2 separate regions of the Capra hircus genome follow, and region 2 is linked to region 1. The links are chromatin contacts, called in public Hi-C maps. All regions are on one chromosome and are shown on one strand. The core of a region is the stretch at or near the end of the contact, and the rest is flanking DNA. Distances in the headings are between cores, read along the strand shown.

What was found. Hi-C and Micro-C count contacts between places; a contact is called where the count stands out from the background.
Region 2: a Hi-C map of blood shows a contact between it and region 1, with 2.7 times the contacts expected there. The contact joins two enhancer-like sites. A contact is called at or near these places in 3 of 5 Hi-C or Micro-C datasets (blood and liver).

Annotation. Positions count from the first base shown.
Region 1 is chr4:73,196,876-73,199,575 of ARS1.2, reverse strand. It overlaps CDHR3 (cadherin-related family member 3), which reads left to right. Exons shown (of 18, transcript XM_018047505.1): 18 at 1,047-2,019. The coding sequence ends at 1,300. Among named protein-coding and RNA genes, the nearest start is that of CDHR3, 52 kb to the left of the region's middle. Within about 2 kb of position 1,290, at least 2 of the 5 cell types and tissues checked have an H3K27ac peak or open chromatin away from gene starts, as enhancers often do.
Region 2 is chr4:73,559,003-73,561,811 of ARS1.2, reverse strand. The region is part of intron 4 of ATXN7L1 (ataxin-7-like protein 1); the gene reads right to left. Among named protein-coding and RNA genes, the nearest start is that of RINT1, 93 kb to the left of the region's middle. Within about 2 kb of position 1,346, at least 2 of the 5 cell types and tissues checked have an H3K27ac peak or open chromatin away from gene starts, as enhancers often do.

The DNA.
Region 1 (2,700 bases), core at 41-2,540:
TGTGAACGGCTCAGCTCGGTCCTCCTCGGAAGGAGGATGGCTCCTCTCCAGGGGAGGCTGCTGCTGCTGCTGGAATTAAATTTCCCTCTATTATTAGGTACTTGTTACCATAATGTGCCCACATTAGCATAAGTGCTGGTGGGATCCTCTGCCTGAGAGGCCACTCGTGCTGCAGGAGCAGGGGCACACTGGAAACTAGATCTTCTGGGGCAAAAGCCAGGAAGGGCCGAGGCTGTTCTCCTGCGTCTGTGTTTTTGAGAGAAGGAAAAAGGAAGAAATGAGCCAACTGGACGAATGTGAACAAACACCAATTAGCGTCTGCTGGCACCGACATGATAAAAATGGCTCCCTTGCATCATCTCAATAGAGGCCAGATTTGTGAGTCTGTGTCTGTAAATCTCTGCTAACATAACGTAAATAAAAATCAAAGTTTCTTTTCTTACTTGGTGGATTCCTGCTTATAGCAGGGATTCAGGGGGTCTTTTTAAACAAACACATCAGAACATAATGGGTAACTCCATGAGAAAACGGACCTAATTTATCTGAAGCTCCGGACTTCTGTGGCCTCTAGTCCTGCCACTGAGGTGACCTTGTGGAAGTGTGAAAGTGGTAGTCACTCAGTCGTGTCCGACTCTTAGCAACCCCATGGACTGCAGCCCACCAGGCTCCTCTGTCCATGGGATTCTCCAGGCAAGAATATTGGAGGGGCTTGCCATGTCCTTCTCTAGGGGATTTTCCCGACCCAGGGATAGAACCCAGGTCTCCTGTACTGCAGGCAGATTCTCAACCATCTGAGCCACTGGGGAAGAGACTCTCTTAAACCTTTCTTTCTAGGGAAGCATTGAAATCTGCAACCCGTGTGGTCAGAGCCATGTAGCTCAGCTCTTGGAAAGGGCAGGCTGGTGAAGCTTGTCTGTGTTTTTCACAAGCCTGCTTTCCTTCTTTCTAGCTGGGGGTGAGATGAGAGCTGAGTGGAGAGGAGGGAGCAGAGAAGCACTTGGATTCCTTTGTTTATATATTGGTTGTGTGTTTCTTTTTCCCCCTAGTTACTGGGGCAATATATGAATTCAACTCAAAAACTGGAGCCAGAAAGTGGAAAGACTCCTTAACCCAAATGCCAAAATGGAAAGAGTCCAGCCCCCCGGGAGCTGCTGCAAGAAGACCTGTCCCTCGGGAAGGGACCAGGCCACCGAGGAGCACTGACAAGGGAAGAGATGGTCTGAGCATCCGAGTCCATGCTGAGGGTGCAGGCCTGGGGCCCAGGAGCCAGGCCAGCATGCCGAGCACCCCCAGAGAATAGAGCCCAGCCTTCACGAGAGGGGCATCCCGCAGACGGCACCCGGAGACGTGAACTGGGCAACACAGCACGCGAACTTGACTGTCTTCGAGGGCAGGGTGGGAGGCAGAAAATGTAGGGGATCCAGGGTCCCAGAAGGAAAGTTTGACAAACTTTAAACAGGAATGGGTTTGATTCCAGAGTTGCCTTTTTCTGAGATGGCCCAGGAGTGGTTTTGCTCAATCATCTGTGCCTCTGATCAGCTGGGCTGTTAACTTGAATGTGGACTTGTGTTTCTTCTGCATATTGACTCTAGGAAGCCGCATTCCATTCCATTCACCCTTGGGAAGTGCAGGAGGCCAGCTGCCTAAATTCTGAGGGCTACCCTCCCATCTGGTTCCACCTTTTTTTTTTCCTGCCTTAATTTTGGTGTCTCTCAGATTTCTTCACTGACAAATACAGTTCAACACCATTGTAAATCACCTCTAATCTTTTTCTAAAGAGGCAGAGCAGTGGGGGAAAAAAAGGATGAATAAATAATAAGTTGTTCATCTGGAAAGAAGAAAACACACTAGATACCTTTAATTCTTTCTCATTAAGGTAAAACCGATAATGCAATAAGATGCACAGATCTAAGGCACTCAGCTTGATACCATGTAGACTCCTGCCAGAGGCAACCACTATTCGGGTCTTTATTGTCACAAATTACTTTTGCCTTTTTGGAATTTCCTATAAATGGGATTACACAGAACACACTCTTTTGTGTCTGGCTCCTTTTACTAAGCATATCTGTGTGTAACCATCCAGGTCTCTTCACTGTATCTTATTCCATTGAGGGAATCTACCATATGTCATTTATCCATCCCACATTTAGGTGGCTGCTCCTAGTTTTTTGTTTTGTTTTTTTACTATTATAGGGTACAGCACAGTGAACTTCCTTTTCCACATCTTTTGGTAGCACAAACACTTGTTTCTTCTGAGCCTATTCCTAGAAGTGGGATGGCCAGAGCCATTGCTGGAATCTGAGGAGTCTGAAGTTGGTGGCTCCAGTTTACACTTTCACCAGCAATGATGGAGGGCTCTGATTGCTTTCCTCCTTGGTCAACACTTGGTGTTGTCAGTCCTTTTCATTTTAGCCATCCTGGTGAAAATTCCTCTGAAATAAAGCCACTCCTTTTTGCAAAGCTAAAACAACATCAACCCTGCAACCTACCTGCCCAGCTCTTTCTCTACCTCCTCTTGAGGGAGAACACAGGACTCAGAGTAGAGACACAACGGGAAGCCCTAGCCGTTCAGACAGCTGAGACATTCACCGTGGGCACAAGCAATGACCCAAACATAAAGCCTCCCTGTGATGGAACAGGAAATGAAAATTTCCCATGTATGCCTGGTGGAGGTCGAGCAATCCTCACCTTCTCTCCATG
Region 2 (2,809 bases), core at 97-2,596, 360 kb before region 1:
CTGGGATTTCTTTGGAAGGAATGATGCTAAAGCTGAAACTCCAGTACTTTGGCCACCTCATGCGAAGAGTTGACTCATTGGAAAAGACTCTGATGCTGGGAGGGATTGGGGGCAGGAGGAGAAGGGGACGACAGAAGATGAGATGGCTGGATGGCATCACCGACTTGATGGACGTGAATCTGAGTGAACTCCGGGAGCTGGTGATGGACAGGGAGGCCTGGTGTGCTGCGATTCATGGGGTCGCAAAGAGTCGGACACGACTGAGCGACTGAACTGAACTGAACTGAACTCAGGCCTCAGTCTCCTTATCAGTAAAATGAAGATCATGATAGATATCTGAAGCGATTAACTGAGATAATATGTATCAAGTTCCTAGCTTAGTCCCTGGGCACATAGTTGACCCTCAATAAACTGAGGCTAAAACAAGAAGGAGAGACACCACCCCCACGGACCCTGATGCTTCTGGGGTAGATGTCTGTGTGCAAGTCATTGTCACCGTCAGAAATTTTTGTCCTCTTTGAGTCTTCTGGTCCCACAATGGAGAGGGGGGGTGGATGAGGAGGAGGAGAAGGCAGGAAAAGAAGTTGAGTGGGAGCAACTGGCCCTCCATATTCACCCAGAGTGGAGGACAATTTCCTGGCGGTGGCAAAGGGAAAAGACAGAGCTGAGTGAGAAGCCTTTACAGACTTGATCCCTTTCCAGGAGCCCTTGGTCCTGCTTTGCAATCCCACCTACTTTCTCCAACCCAGTCTCCTAGGTACTGCCCAAGCCTGGACTAGTGGTAAAAGTTCCCACATGGATACATATTCTACAAGAGTGAGAGGAACTCCAGTCTCCTCTCATATGAACATGTTGTCTTCTGCAACCCTGAAGTGTGTGAGGCGGTGGGGATCTCTGTGATGGCCCTAAAATTTCCTCCTCCGGAAGAACTGCATGTGCCCCTTTCTAGGCTGCTCCAGATTCCCTAGAAGCAAGAAGTCCCAGCATCAGCCTCTGTTAGTGTCTCTGGCACTTCTGTTAAGCAGGGGTTCCCAAGGCAAGGAGCTTAGGAGGTAGTCTCCAGACCCAATGAGAGATCAACAGGCACTTAATGTGCTGACATTCCTGGGGAGTCATGATGCTCCAAGATCATGGGAAAAATCAGCAATCAGAGGAAAGAGGAAGATAACAAAGGGAAAACAGAGTCCTGGCAAAGCTGGACAGGCTGTCTCCGGAGTGCACTGGAGACTGGCCTGCCTGCAGGGGTGCTGCCTCGGGTGATAAGTCCCAGAGAAATTTAAGACAAGCCCAGATCAAACAACCATACCTGCTCAGTGCCTTTCCTGCTATATACGAGAATGAGGAGCCTCACAATGAAAATGAGTACCTAGTGAAATTCACAGCAAGGCATGGACGGTATCAAGGGCCTTTGAGGGCAGGATCTGAGATGGAAGAGATCAGGAATCAGGAGGATTCTGGAGGGAGCACTACTGCAGGGCGGAATGGAGCCCCCAGAGCAGCCAGGCTTTGCTCAGGAGTGGCCAGTGGGCGCGCTTCCGCCTGCAGCCGCCAGAGGTCACCAGCTCCCGCTGCTGGAGCTAAAAGCCGTCCAGCCTGCCCCTGCCGGGCCTTCCACAGACAGCACACCACCACGGTCACGGCCTGGCTCAAGCCCTGCGGCCAACACTGACTTGGAGAGACAGGGCTTTCAAAGAACATCTTCCGTGCCCTTGCCAGGGAAGGAGGGGAGCAGGGACCAGGGCCCAGGCCCCCAGCCTTTGCTTTCAGGAAGCTTGCTCTGAGCATAGCATCCCTGGCTACTGTCAGCGCTCCAGCCTCTGCTCCCAGCTTCCTTCGCAGCGGCACTTCCCCAGGAAGCGTCTTTCCTATTCCTCCTTCTCCGTGTTGGAATCCAGCACTGGGCAGGCAGTCCCATACCAAACCACCTCCATCCAGAACGGCAAGCACATTTTGTTTAAACCTTCAAGAGTTGAGTCTTCACACTGATCTATAGCAAACTCAGGAGATGCTTTGTCCCCGATTAAATACAGTTTGTGTTTTTAAAAAATTCTACGCTATCAACATCTCCTTTCTACGTTACTTCAATGTCCTCACTGTCCTCACTGCTTGCCAGAATCTGGATCAAAATCCTATCATCAGACCTTCCATCTAGCCGCTCCCTGTGCTCAAGTTGTCTCCACCAGTGCAAATCCGACCCTGCTATCCTGCTGCTTAGAGGGCTCTGAGGGCTACCCACTGCCCAGCGGACCAAGTCCACCCTCACAGCTGGCCCCACACGGCTCCCGCCCTCGGCACCTTCTCCCACAGCCTCCAGGAGCTCTGCTCCTTGAACACCGTGTGCGTCTGCCTGGCTCTGGGCCTTGCGGCGGGTGGGCGGTTCCTTCTGCTGCTGGGCCCGCCTTCCTCCTCGGGGTGAACACGCCCCCACCTGCCTTCCTCCGGTTGTCGGGTCCTCTCCTCTCAGCGCTGGCTCTGCCTTCCTTGGTGTTTCTGCCATACTTATCACATCAAAGAGCAAGGTTTTAGTTCTATGACCCTGAGACCTGGCCAGACCATGAGCTACCTGAGGACAGGGACTTGAACCAAATGTATTCATCACTCCAGTTATCCCAGATATATATATATATATACACTATTTAGCACTTGGCCCAATCAGTGTTTGATGAATGGGCCAATCTTTGCAACGAAAGTTAAATCATATAACACAACACAACGCGGACCAGCTCTACACCAGTACAAATGCTTCAGGAAAGGACCAGCCTCCAGCTGCTTCTATTCTTGGTAGAGGAGCCACTGAGATGACAAAGAT